Regions from separate parts of the Gossypium hirsutum genome. Here region 2 is linked to region 1. A link is a contact called in public Hi-C data. All regions are on one chromosome and are shown on one strand. Each heading gives the region's core, a stretch centred on a gene start, on an enhancer-like site or on the middle of the called end of the contact. The rest is flanking DNA. Distances are from core to core; before and after follow the strand shown.

What was found. Hi-C and Micro-C count contacts between places; a contact is called where the count stands out from the background.
Region 2: a contact with region 1 is called in a Hi-C map of leaf, with 2.8 times the contacts expected there. The contact joins two enhancer-like sites. A contact is called at or near these places in 7 of 34 Hi-C or Micro-C datasets (hypocotyl, leaf and seedling).

What each region holds. Positions count from the first base shown.
Region 1 is chrA12:84,896,791-84,904,453 of Gossypium_hirsutum_v2.1, forward strand. It overlaps the pseudogene LOC107925652. Among protein-coding and RNA genes, the nearest start is that of LOC107925568, 5.6 kb to the left of the region's middle. Within about 2 kb of position 2,586, at least 3 of the 9 cell types and tissues checked have an H3K27ac peak or open chromatin away from gene starts, as enhancers often do. A contact at or near this core is called in hypocotyl and leaf, where this site is marked.
Region 2 is chrA12:84,988,519-84,996,181 of Gossypium_hirsutum_v2.1, forward strand. It overlaps the pseudogene LOC107925522. Among protein-coding and RNA genes, the nearest start is that of LOC107925622, 13 kb to the left of the region's middle. Within about 2 kb of position 4,338, at least 6 of the 9 cell types and tissues checked have an H3K27ac peak or open chromatin away from gene starts, as enhancers often do. A contact at or near this core is called in hypocotyl and leaf, where this site is marked.

The DNA.
Region 1 (7,663 bases), core at 1,336-3,835:
ATTTTTTAAAATAATTTCTTTAAAAAAAAAGTAACTCTAGATGTATTGATTTTATTTAGCACTTGACTGGTTACTAATTACAGTAATTGGTTTGATCAACTAATTTTATTAATTAATTTTTGATCAACTAGTTTTATTAACTAATTTGATCAAATGATTCTATTAATTGTTTAGCTAAAAAAGTTTGATAAAATTCAGATGATAGTTGAAAATTGATTTGCGTAAAATGATAAATAAGGGCATGACAAATTTTATTGTTAAGTATTTATTTGTTTATAATACTTTAGTCTTTATTGAGTGAAATCATTAAAATAAAACACTATTACCAATGAATTAAAATGTCAATTATAGAAATTAATTAATGAATATTTTTTAAATTCTCAATAAACAAATTTCTTAAGTTCCTTATTTGCAAATATTAACATTGTAGAAATTGATAAATATCAATAGTGTATCAATATAATTGTAAACTAAATTCTTAATAATAATTATGTCACACTCTGAATAAATTTGTCAAATAATATATTTCAATTAATATAAAGTTGCATAAGAAATCATTTTACACAAGTAAATTGAAAACAAATTAAGAGTATATAAATATTTAAGGATGAATGAGCTCGATTGAAAATTTCTATATTAATTTTTGTCAATTTACAGTGGAGGTTTTTTTTTAGAGGTTTACTTTGAACTTTGAAAGTGAAAGTGAAAATAGGAGAATAGAGAATATTGATATCTTAAGACCCCTATTAGGTTTGAGAGCATGTGTCAATGAAAATTAGCATGGCCAGATGTGTTATTACATATATCCCATTCTCAATCAACCATTAAAAAAAGTTGTCCATCACAGTATTTTTTGTTTTGGAAGTTTTAGCTCAACAAGCTCTTACAAACATTCATTTTATCAAACACTACAATTAGAGTATTTGATTATCTAATCTTCCATTTATGCCCAAATCAACTAAAAAAAACCCAAAACTCTATTTATTGTATTTTTTCAAGACTAGCGCTTTATTTTAAAAATAGTAAATATTTTTGGGAATGTGATATAATATAATATTTTTAACATCACATTGAATAGGGTGATTGTAAATAAAACTGTTTTGAATTTATAACTGGGTTAATTACTCTAAAGGTCCTCAAACTATGGTTCATTTTTTAAATTAGTTTTCAAATTGTTAAAAATATTAAGTTCTTAAAGTATTAATCCTGTATCAATATTCAAGTGTTTTTTTGTGAGAATAGCCGCCAACTTGAGTATTGATTGTTAGGCTTGATTTTATGCTGAGTATATTTAAGACATGCGGATCAAATTTTAAACATGTTAATATTTGTTACATGAACAATTTGATTTTTAAGTGTTAAAAGAAAAGAAATAGATATCCTAAATTAATGGCATTGTATATTTCTTTTAACACGTCAAATCCAAGTTGCTTGTGCAATAGGTATATAACATTTCAAATAGCTTCGTGTTAGATTCAAGATGATATTTAATGCTCGAGCCGACATTAGGTTGATGAAAAGGCTTAATTAATATGATATTGATACTTTGAAGATCCAATTAAATATTTTAAAATTTATGAATAAATTAGAATTTCAAATAATGATTTAAGGTGCTTAGTGCAATTAACCCTTTCTACTCAATCATTTGGACAATGCGGCTACAGCATGCGTGGCGCGCCCAAAATGATATACAATTATATATCCTTTTTGTTAATGTCCGGTCAACTAAAAAACAAGAGATTAAAAGTTAATGAAGGATGGAATTAGAAATTTTATATTTGACTTTAAAAAAAAATAACTATAAAATATTAAATGTTAAATACGAAGGGGCCCGACCTACCCCTCATTACGTCCTTCGAAGAAGCTAATATTTATATTATGTATTTGATATGATAAATGTTTCCCATAAAAGATATCCAAAATCTGAATGATTAATTGGTATTTTTAAACATTGTGAAACGAATGATTAAGGATGAGTTTAGATGGGCAGTGTATTTATCTACGATTAGTGTAAAAATAATAGTGATAATGAAATTAAATATTGTAATAGTACTGTAACGTAAGATAAAAAATAAGTTAAACACACTTTATATCATCATCTATCCAAACTATCCTAATTTGATTTAATTATTTAAAAAAAAAAGAATTTTGAAATAAAATATTGTTATTTAGCTAGAAAAATAATGAGGCTAAGGTTATGGTTAGAAAAGAAAATTAAGGGAGAATTAATGGATTAGTAATAGTAGTGGAAGGTTGTTGAATTGTTAACTTCAAAGTGGGAGAGGGAATGGGATTTAAAGAAAAGGCTGAGGTATGGGGTGTTCCTTGAATCGAATTAGATTACACAGTTGAAATTATTTAATATATTGATTTAAATTTAGTTAAATTAAATTTTAAAATATTACTTGAAATCAAAACAAAAATTTATTAATTTTATAAAATTTTAATTATTTTTAAATTAACAATTAAATTGATTGGACTTATAATCTGACCAATTTAACTATCAAGCCGATAGAAACTGTTTATAATTGAGATAAGGGGGAGAAATGGGGGCTGGCCTTGACTCTATAAAGTTGGCTACATGGTTCGGTTTTTGTATGAAAAATGTCGAGCTGATTGAAAACAAGGTTGGGCCATGGGTCCACATATGCTACTGGTGACCATTTGGTGGCTTGCCCAACTTGCCTGCTGCACTTTTTTTTTTAATAATTTTATTATAAGTTTTATTATATATTTTTTATATAATATTTAGAATTATTTATAATCCTTTTATAATTCATAAATAGGAGAATAATTCGTTTCAGTGCACTCAAACTCATATCTCCTACATTAATTACAATATACATGTCAATTGAATTAAGACTCAATCAATTTTTTTTTCATTTTAAAAATTTTTCAAATTATATGAAAAAAAAATTAAAACTTTCTTGTCGATTGTCCTACACTTGAACTTGTACTTGAAGGTATAAAATAATGTGCTTAATTATGGGTTCCATAAGTTTTAGGAGTTTTGCTGAAAAGAAATTAAGAAAAAAAAACATCATTAAGAAGAATTATGAACAATAAGAATATAAAACTATGGGTTATTTCTGTTTATGAGTAGATTTTCTGTTTATTTCTTCTTCTTCTTCTTTGAACAAATTCTGATTATTTTTTTGAATTTAAAACTATGGGTTATTTCCAATTTTTAGTCATAGGTTTCATTGCTTCTTTTCTGGCTTTTGTGAATGGGTTGTATTCCCAATACTTTTATATTTAGTTTTCTATTAATATATCCACTCAAATCTTTGATTAAATATATATATTCTTTATTAAGAAAAAAATTTTGATGAATTTTTTAATAAAAATTTGAATTTGAGAATTTTTAATATCAAGTACTTCTAGCTCTTTTTGTCATGCATTTTTGGTTTTTGTTTTCACCTAATAGTCTATAAATTTTAAAATTAAAATAAATAACTAGGTGAAAGGCACGAATAAATTTATTTGCTATCTTTAGTATTGTTAGTAAAAATAAATTCTCACAACTTTGAAAGTTTGAGTTTGAGTTTCATCATTTACAACTTTATGATTATAATATATAGATCTTGGCTTCACCATGTACATATGCCATGTGTGCAGCTTATTTGATTATTTTCAAATTAGTTCGATTCTTCATCACATTGGTTGAATTTTATTGTTTAATATTAACGTTTATTGTTTAATTTTATCTACTTTAAAGTATCTGCAAAACGTAAGAAAAAGACTAACTATTTTTTTTTTTGCCATTCAAAGAACCCTTCAAAAAGATACATTAGAAAGTATTATAGACTAATATATTTTAGATCAAAGTCTAATATATATATAATCTAATTCCTATTACTATCCATATACTTCAAAATCTTTAAATCAAAAGATAACATGCATTTAAGCACATTAGAACCAATGCCTTGTTGCATCGTACCAACAAAACTAAAGCTTAATCAATATATATTTTAAGAAGGAAAAAATGGAATAGTGCATCAACCATCACTGACGAGGAAAATCGCTTAAAGTGAAGCTAATAATATTCTTTACATGGTCAAGAGCGAAGCAAATCCACTATTAATATAAATAAGCAAAATCAAACTGGCATAATTGCTTGAGATCACAAGAACCCTACTCATATATGACTGGTTAAGACTAAGGACTAGCCTAACTACCATACCAAATATCTTCTCTCTCGAGTTATATGCTCAAATATTCGACCAAACCCAGTGCTTCAAAACAAGATTTCTTACATACACTTAGTAGGATCATGGAAGCACAAAAGAAATGCAGAGATGAATCATTTTGGGTATTAGCAGGCACATCCTCCTGACTCTTGTTGTGACTGCGATCCATTTGAATTGCTCGACTTAAGATTCACATCCACCATATCTTCAGGCTTTGTTGAAGATAGTGTTTCCATTCCGGGCAATGCAGCTGCAATCTTCCGAAATAGAGCCTGTAAAATGTGATCAAACAAATCTTAATATCAGCTAATGGTGCAATATTTGTCATGTTAGACAGGATGCCTCACCCCCTCACTGTATTTTATTCATTGAGTAATAGAATTCGTTTTTTTCATCTTTCGAATTCTTTCAACTTTTGAGTTACTTTCGCTTTGCTTTTCGTTGGTGCCTTGGAAAAATTTTGTTTGAATCCTCAATTATTAGGAGTTAAGCTGACTTAGGCATTTTTATAGCGAAGAAATTGCCTAAAATTACATGAATTGCAAGACAAATTCTAGCCCCATGACACATGCACGTACATTTATAATAGATTTGTTAAATATAAGCATGGCTTGAAACCCATTGTACAATAGTGGTTGTAATAAATCATTTGGTTGACAAAACCTACAACAACAGCATCATACAAGAAAATTATCAAAACATTTACAATTCACATGAATGAACCATAAAAAATCAGTTGTATTAATCGAAGGTCTGCAAAAGCAAATGCTCTTCCCTGCAAAATCTTGAGTATTAAACTAACAAACACTAGTGCTTTTCTTATAAATAACTTGCTTTATATATCTTTAGAGATCTTATTGCAATGTAATAAGCTATAAACTAATGTTTGGTCTCCCAGTTGAACAAAAAACAGACATAATTTCACAGTAAATAATGAGTATGTCTACATTGGTACGAAACATATCAAGCAGTATGCTGGATTTCCCGGACATGGTTCTGCAACCTCCTTGCCTTCTTATCATCAATATAATTTTGATAAATATAAGCAGCAAAACCACAAAGAGCCAAAAGCATGGCGATTACCTTCACACCGAAGCTATTGCATCGTTTGCCCCAATGATGGCCTTTCTGATCTTATCCGTATTCCGATCGAAGAAAGAAAGTTTCAGTCCTTTGAATTTCTTACTAAGCCTGTGTTTGAGCTCTATGCCTTTGCGCGCTAAGGCTTTCTTGGCTAACCCCAGCTAGTGGGGTAACAGCCAAAGACAGAGTGCTGATAAAATTAGAGAAGAGAGATGACACAACAAAAATCAACCCCACAACACCAACAGCACATACTTGCCAAGATATAGCAGTCCACACCAATGTCAGCACGTATGAAACACTTCCGGTGCCAAATACCTCCATCTCGTGCTGCAAACTCTTCCATTCACCACTTGCAAAGAGGCCGATAGTCGATAGGCAGCTTGCAACGACTGATGTATAGATTTGCATTTCTAAAACGACAGAAAACGTTTCCTTTTTCAAAACCTTCTGAAATGAAAGTTGCATAAAGGAAAGCAAAAGGGAATAAAGAGCAAAAGCTCCAAGGGTGCAGAGGAAGCCGATAAGGAACTTACCCTTGGGAACTCCTGATGGCCCATCTGAATTATCATTCACTGCAATTAAGGCAGCAGACAATGACAGGGTGACCACTGAGTTGAGAATCAAAGCAGTGAACTTCTGTGAGTTAAGGAAGTAGGAAAAAACTGCATTGAAAGCTAATTGAGTTGCGCAAATAAGCGAATAAGTAGAGGCTGAGAGGTACAAAAGCCCTACAGAATACAGCATATTGTCACCAGCAACAAGTACACCAAGAACAAAATATAGCAGAGCAAGGTTTTGATGGAAGGTGAAGTGGAAAAAGTTGAAGCCTCCCGAGAAGGGCGAAGAAGAAACCAAGGGATACAAAGGACTGGGAAGCCAGCAGTTTGCACAAGAGTGGCCATCCATTGACTGTTTCCACCTTTATCATAATAAAATCTCCCCAGAAGAACTGTTGCAGCTTGGCCAGCAATGAGGAAGAATATGTTGATTGCCACCAAAAGCCACCATTGAAACCGCTTCAGTTTAAGAAATGGTGATTCATCCATTAAATTTTCCTCCTTGTTGACAATAGATTCTTGATTATCTGTAATTGAACAATAGAAAACTCAAATTTAATGAAATAAGATCAATGTTCTAACATCAACAGGACTAATGTTGACTTTTGCCAACAAAAGATCATGAAAGAGAGTCTTCCAAATCCCAGCACTATAAACTTAACTTTTACAGCACACTTAAGGTAGGAACCAAGGGTTAAATTGTTTCTCAAGTTACAAGTATACCTTTATCGACATTGTTAGAAGGGCCCTTCCACAAACCTTAACATGGACAGTAAAACAAAAATGGAGGATAAAAAGAACTACTCTTCTTATAAAGAGCATAAAGAAAAAAAATAGGACCACTTCAAGAACATAAGAAAAACATGCAAGAACATTCATGCAATAATCTAGAAATCCTCCCTTGGATTTTAATAGGAATCTTCAACGGGATCCTGGAAATTACAAGTAAGCAAACATGAAAGAGAACCAAAAATATAAATTTCCAAAGAAAAATAGCCTACCAATGAACTGATTTGCTTGGCAATATCCAAGTTTTTGACCAAAACCTATCGGATGTTCACAAAGTCAAGCTAAAACACAAGGTATATCATCTTTTACTTCATTGCTATGTGTATATATATATTCCAAATCAAAAACAAGACTGGTAAAGAATCATATCATCACGAATCGCCAAAACAAACGTAGTAATGAAATCTATACATGAAAAACTAAAAGGGGCATTCAAGATTTATCACGGAAGCCCCCTTTTTTTCCATCATTTAAAAGGAATCTTATCGGCATAGTGAAAATAAATCCGATTCTAAAGAGAACCCAGTAAAGCATTTGGCGTAAGAAAGCAGGGAAAAAGAAAGCAGCATTACCAGCCATGGTGCGAAGTAGTGGACCGTTGAATCAAAGCAAGAAGACGAAGTGAGAATGTATGTAAAAACAAAAGAAAGAATATAAACCAAAGAAGGGATCATTTTGTTCTGTATAAATGCTATTGTAAAATTAAGAACCACCACACAGAGGCAGTGCCCAATAGAATAACTTGACGGTTACAAGAAACGATGTATAATAATGGCAATCAGCTGACTGACTCAGATATGAGTAGATTTTCTGTTTATTTCTTCTTCTTTTTTGAACAAATTCTGTTTATTTTTTTAATTTAAAACTATGGGTTATTTCCAATTTTTAGGCGTAGGTTTATTAGGTTCTGTTTCATTGCTTCTTTTCTGGCTTTTGTTAATGGGGTGTATTCCCAATACTTCCATATTTAGTTTTTCATTAATATATCCGGTCAAACCTTTGATTAAAAATATATATATATTCTTTATTAGGAAAAAAAAA
Region 2 (7,663 bases), core at 3,088-5,587, 93 kb after region 1:
TTCATGAAAAACACATTTAAAATTCAAGCCGCCCAATTTGATTTATTGTGTTTTAGTTTTCAGTGATAGAAAAACTAAACAACTAAAAATTATATATAATAAATAATTAATAGGTAAACTATAAAAATAGTCACTTTTATTTTACTCATATTACATTTTAGTTATTTATGTTTGAAATGTTATGTTTTAACCACTTACGTTATTGTTTTGTTACGAAGTGGTCATTTTACCGTTAAGCTCCGTTACCTCTCTAATGGCGATCCTACGTGGTAATTCAAATGGGTTTTAAATGTTAACTTGGATGTCTTACATGGCAGTCCAAATTAAATTTAAATTTAATTGAAAACCTAATTTCATCCCAACAGCTAAATATTCAAGTAGGTATTTAAAACTCATTTGGATTGCCACATAGGACTATCATTAGGGAGGTAACGGAGTTTAACGGTAGAGTAACCACTTCGTAACAAAACGATAACGTAAGTGACTAAAATGTAATTTGAGGCAAACAAAAGTGACTACTTTTATAATTTACCCATAATTAATTTGATAATTATATAAAAATGGTGGAAAATGTGAAACTTTTTTTGGTTGAAAAAAAAATTAATTACTAAGAGAAAAAAAGATATTAATTTGTTAACCCCCCAAAAAAAAAACTTTCGGGTGGGTTTAGTGGTTAATTATTATGGAATGAATGTTGTTTGGAGTAGTAATTAGTAAATGTTTGTTAATTATTATAGCTTGACCTCTCTTCAAAGCCAAGCTCTTTTGCTTGGTACTTTCTCTATAAATTCAATGATTTGGTAACAAATTTTCTCATATATGAAAAAAATATTTATTATTGTAAAATAAAATACTCCATAAATCGATTTAAGATGTGATAGATATCTTTTAATAAATATAATTCTAGTCATATTATATTTCGCATGTGAAGTTTAAATATTTAAATTATTAGTAATATTTTAGTCTCCTAATCCACAATTAGGGTTTTTAACTCAGATTTTCTTATATTCATGTATGCTTCTAAGTTATAACTCTCTTTCATCAATGGATGTTTTATTTTATAAAAAAATATTATTTTGTTATTTTTAGATTAATTCTATTTTTTTAATACAATGTTTATAAATATTCGTAGCCCCTCCCAACCTATATAAATAGGAGTGTGGGTGAACAAAATTTGATTCGATTCGAAAAAATCGAATTTTTTTTTTAAATTTTGAGTTAATCAAATTGAGTTATTTGAATTATTTGAGTCAATTCAAATAAGTCAATCCAAATAACTCAATTCGAGTTTTGAGTTCAAGTTGAGTTAAATTTTACAATTTGAATAACTCGAATAATTCAAATAATAAATTGGTGTAAATACCCTTTTAATCTCTATCAACTTTGAAAATAAACAAATTGGTCTCTCTCACAACAAAAGTTACAAAAAAAATCAAAATAATTTTCAAAATTCAAAATATTTATAAAAATTTCAAATTTTATATTTTAAAAAAATTATAAAAATATATAAAAAACTTAAAATTTTAAAAAATTTCTAAAATAATAATTTTGGGACCTAATTAATGATTCAAATTTTTAAATATCTTATTTTTTTTATTTTGCTTTGAATTTTTTAAAAAATATATATGGTTTCAGATTTATGTGCTCTAATATGAAATTAGTTATATTGTAACAATTTTTTTTGACATGTTTAATTTTTTTTAATTTAACTCGAACAATTTCACTTGATTCAAAAAATTTTCAAATTAAGTTAGGACGATAAAATAAGACTCGTGAACTCGAAATTTTTTCACTCGATTTGATCAAGCGCTCACCTTAAATAGGAGGATATTGCGCTTCAGCACACTCAAAATCACATTATCTTATACTAATAACAATATTCATATCAATTAAGTTAATACTCAATCAGTAATTCTATTATTTATTTTCATTTTAAAATGATAATAAAAAAAATTGGACGTAAATCTCTTTTTGTTTAAAAAATTACAAACGGTGAAATCTTAATAAATAAAAAGAATCTGTCAGTGGCAACATGAGACTTTTTCACTTTCAAAAACATCACTCCTTCCCACCTTTTTTTTTAAAATAAAAATTATTTTAACTAATGTTATGTGACATATTACGGCGCCCATAAATAAAATTCAGAACTAAAAACTAAAATATTCAAGTAATTAATATTTTTTTTTCCTTAAATCTGTTGAGAAAATAAATAAAAATGTTTTACTTTAGCAGTTAAAAGATAACATGTGGGCATGGCATGTAATGATCAAAAAGTTAAGTCCCATTACATTGCATTACCAATTGCCATTGTTTAGCCCAAAGTTTCCACCTTTATAAATACCATACAATTCCCCTACATTAGCCTTTGTACCATAAATAATAACCCACTTTCAATTTCAGAAAAACGAAAATGGGTATTGGCAGCCTCACATTGCCTTCACCACCTCAATTCATTATCCTCTCCCTTCTTCTCTTGTGTGCTTTTGGTGAAGCCGTTGATCCATTTGCTTGTGACCCGAAAGATGCGGTGACGGCTGGCTTTCCTTTTTGCAAGGTTTCGATGCCGATGTCGGATAGAGTGAATGACCTTGTAGGGAGGTTGACGTTGCAAGAAAAAGTAAGGTTGTTGATAAACGGTGCGGCACCAATTCCACGGTTGGGGATCAAAGGGTACGAATGGTGGTCGGAAGCTCTTCATGGGGTCTCTGATGTGGGTCCTGGGACTAAGTTCGGTGGGGCATTCCCTGGTGCAACTAGCTTCCCTCAAGTAATCACGACTGCTGCTTCTTTCAATGCTACGTTATGGGAAGCTATTGGACTAGTAAGTTCTTATTCTTTTTGTCATCTTAAAGATTAAAAAAATTAAAATAATATTGTTGATTGTTTTTCGAGATCTATATATTTATATAATATAAATATTATTCATTGACATGATATGTTTAGTAGCTTTTATGCCTATAGACATATATTTATAAGTTCTTATACACATAATCTCACAAAAAAATTAACTCGATCTATACACTCATTATAATTCAACGCAAACTAATTAAATTTTAGACCGATAATGATAATTATTGGGTATATGTAGAATTATTTTAGAAAAAGAAAGGTGACAAGTGGATTGAATGATAATTTTATGAGCTATTGAGAAGTTAACTTTGTATGACATAGCCTCTTCTATTAGTATGGTAGATATGTCAGCTTCCTCAATTGTGGATTTAAAAAATTGCAATATGCTTAATTTCTTTTTATATTTCACTATACTTTGACAGACAGTCATACCTCAGTACTATTAGATGAAGTAATATTATCCATAAAGCTATCATCATCACTTAAATTTGATGACTGAGTCTTAACTTAATTAATATATGTATTATTATTTATATAAAAAGATATAGATTCGAATATATTAAAGTATATTATTTTTTTATTTATAAATTAAAAATTATGAATAATTTTAAACATTATATTAAAAATAATATATACTAAATTTTTAAATATATATTAGATATTTGTGTTTCACACTTTGATACAAATAGATTAAAGATTATAAACGTCATGGCTAGCTTTATGCTTTTCTTGAACTCCAAGACAAAGAAGGTAAGATCCATGTCTCGCAATTTGCTCATTTCACAGTGTTATGATTGGTTCACAAAATCATCAATCTTGCAAGTGGAATCATTATTATTGGATAGCATTCCAGGCAACTTGCAAGCGTAATTTTACCACAAATAAATAATTAATTTGTTTTATGGGATGGGCGGCGGCAGGTGGTGTCGGATGAGGCAAGGGCTATGTACAACGGTGGATCAGCTGGACTCACGTACTGGAGTCCGAATGTCAACATATTTAGGGACCCACGTGGGGCCGTGGACAGGAGACGCCTGGTGAAGATCCGGTTCTGGCCGGTACATATGCAGCCTATTACGTGAAGGGATTACAGGGAAATGACGGTGATAGGTTGAAAGTGGCGGCGTGTTGTAAGCACTTCACTGCCTATGATCTCGATAACTGGAATGGTGTTGATAGGTTCCACTTTAATGCACAGGTCAGTTCAATTTTTGGTAAAATATCATAACAAGTCGCTCTTTATTTTTATAATTGATCACTTTTTCATTTACAAAACTATAAGGGCAAGGATTAAAGGGATCCATTTAATAGTAAATGGATTAATTTGATAAGATTCTTACAATATAAGGATCTGTCAAGCAATTTTACTATTAAGCTTTTTTACTAGGATATGTACTTTATTAGTTTTATAACTTTCATATGATATTGATGGGTGTAGTGCAATTATTGGACTGGGGGTATGGATATTGTAAATAGTGACAATTAATTTTTCGTGATAAGATCACCTTGGAAAATGTAGCTGTAGTTTTCAAGATGTAGGTGAATGGGGCCAACCTTGGGATTTTACCAGCTGGAATAATCAATTTTCTCCTCAACCACCTTGCTTCATTTTTATTTTTTATTATAATTTAATTTTCACTAATATTATTAAAATTGAAATTAAAACGGGATGGAACGGAAATGAATACATCTAACACCTATAAAAATGATAAATGATTTTTGATATTATAATCTATAGTGAAACGATATAAATGGTGAAATAAAACGAACCAATTATAAAACAATAATATCGTGAATTTGAATAAAGAAAGCTGAAATATGGACCACAAAGGATGGCATATTCTCGACTGTCTAAATTAAATCTTTGTCTGATATCATTTAAATATATTAAATCTTTTTATCCAAATGCTCTGCTTTTTTCCAGTTCCTTCCAGAATAAAAATTCAGACAATGAAACAAAGGGAAAGATTTATAATAATAAAATAAGACAGGCTTGTTCGATTCTCACGTGGGTTCTCACACGTTTATGCAGGTAAGCAAACAAGACATAGAGGACACATTTGATGTACCCTTCAAAATGTGTGTACAAGATGGCAATGTAGCCAGTGTTATGTGCTCTTACAATGAAGTTAATGGTGTCCCTACCTGTGCCGATCCTAATCTCCTGCGAAACACAGTACGAGGTCAATGGAAACTCGATGGGTAAGTCAATCATTTTAAGACATATCAGTTTAATGATCCCTGTTTTTCATGTTGGTCTGGTTTTTACAGGTACATTGTTTCGGATTGTGATTCAGTTGGTGTGTTTTATAATACCCAACATTACACAACAACACCGGAACAAGCAGCTGCTGATGCCATTAAAGCTGGTTTGGATTTGGATTGTGGACCATTTTTGGCACAACATAGTGAAGATGCTGTGAAACAAAAGTTGTTGAATGAGGTTGATATTAATAATGCTTTAGTTAATACCCTTAGAGTTCAAATGAGACTCGGTATGTTCGATGGTGAGTCGTCTGTGCAACCATTTGGGAAGTTAGGACCGAAAGACGTGTGCACTCCTTCGAACCAAGAGCTAGCGTTGGAAGCTGCGAGACAGGGGATTGTTTTGCTTAAAAACCGCGGTGTTTCGTTGCCTTTGTCTCATCGACGTCACCGAACAGTTGCCGTTATTGGGCCTAATTCCGATGCTACTGTTAGCATGATTGGAAACTATGCTGGTACACCATTATGATAATGATTTTGTTTCCCTTTGTTGTTAATGGGATATGGACAATTGAACTTATGTATTAATGTTTAATGATTAGGTGTTGCTTGTGGATACACTTCTCCTTTGCAAGGAATAGGGAACTATGTGAAAACGATTCACCAACTCGGATGTGCCAATGTTGCTTGTTGAGATGACAAGTTATTTAGTGCTGCGATTGATGCTGCTCGTCAAGCAGACGCGACAGTTCTAGTAATGGGGCTCGATCAATCGATTGAAGCAGAATTCAGAGATAGAACAGGGTTGCTTTTGCCAGGGCGCCAACAGGAACTTGTTTCAAAAGTAGCCAAGGCTTCCAAGGGTCCGACGGTACTGGTTTTAATGTCAGGTGGGCCTATCGATGTTTCTTTCGCTAAAAACGACCCTCGTATTGGTGCCATTTTGTGGGTTGGTTATCCAGGCCAAGCAGGAGGGGCCGCTATAGCCGATGTATTGTATGGTACAACCAATCCAGGGGGCAAGTTGCCTATGACATGGTACCCACAAGATTATGTTTCAAATTTGGCAATGACGGACATGGCCATGCGTTCGAGTACGCATAGGAATTATCCTGGAAGAACTTATAGGTTCTATAAAGGTCCCGTAGTGTACCCATTTGGCCACGGATTGAGTTACACCAACTTCGTACACACCATTGTTAATGCACCTCTTGTTGTCACAGTCCCTCTCGACGGCCACCGCCGTTCAGGAAACGCAACCGTTTTAGGTAAGGCAATCAAAGTTAACCATGCAAGATGCAACAAGCTATCGGTAGGTCTTCAAGTAAACGTGAAGAATACCGGATCCAAGGACGGCACTCATACAATACTAGTATTCTCGATTCCGCCTGCAGGGCACTGGGCTCCTTCGAAACAGCTGGTGGCTTTTGCGAAAGTGTATGTTTTGGCAAGGTCCGAACAACAAGTAGGGATCAGTATCCATGTGTGCAAGTTTCTAAGTGTCGTGGACCGATCAGGGGTTCGAAGAATCCCGATCGGTTTACACCATATACATATTGGCGACGTTAAGCATTCGGTATCCCTTGAGGCTGCAACTTTAGGGGTGATCAAATCATAGGCAAAATGAGTATGACATTGCTAAACAATAGCAAAATTCATTTCCTTATGTCACCATTATATTGTGGAGCATTAATTAGTCCATAGTAAGTAAGAAGAAAATGGAGAAGGGGAAAGGAACAGAATTGTTTCTTAGAAAGGAAGCTTTGTATTCTTGTGATTGGAGAGAACTTAATTGTATGTGGAAGAAGCATAAAACCGAAAGTGGTTGTCTCTACCAATTACATTTAATTGAATCAAATTTAAAAGTAATTTGTTATTGATTTTAGTAATTTCGGGTTTAGATTATTTTTGTTGTTTAAGTTCTGTTGCATGTTCGAGTGTGTTGGGGTTTGGATAATTTTGGATTTGAAGTATTTCGAGTTAAATAAATTAACTTTGAATTATTTTGGATTTAAGCGAGTTTGGGTTTTGATTAATTTAGATTTGAGTTGAACAAATTAATCCAGCTTTCGATGAATTATATCAATTTGGGTTTCGATTAATTCGAATTTTGACTAATTTAAGGTTAAATCAATGATCAAAATGAATTGATCTATTATGTTTTTCTAAAAGGGATAAATATCAAAATTATATAGGAAATTTAGTTCAAAATGTAATTTAAGACATGAACATTGATTTTGTGCTATACATTTAATATATATATCAATTTATTTTTATAATTAGATAAGTGATATTATTTGTATATAAAATATGCAAACATACATAATCTTATATCAATAATGATGAAAATAAACTGTGAAAATCAAATCAAAATATCACGTATAAAAATTGTAAAAAATCAACAAAATTTTGATAAATTTACTATGGAAGATATTGTACTAGGATTTAAATTGTATTTTGTCACCATTACTTATAAAATGAACAAATTAGTCTCTATACATTAGATCAAAAAGCATACTGCTCCTTTTAATTAAAAATTTAATTAAAAATAAGTGTGACTGACAGAATAATTAGACTGTTACACATAGCATGTCACGTGTACCTTATT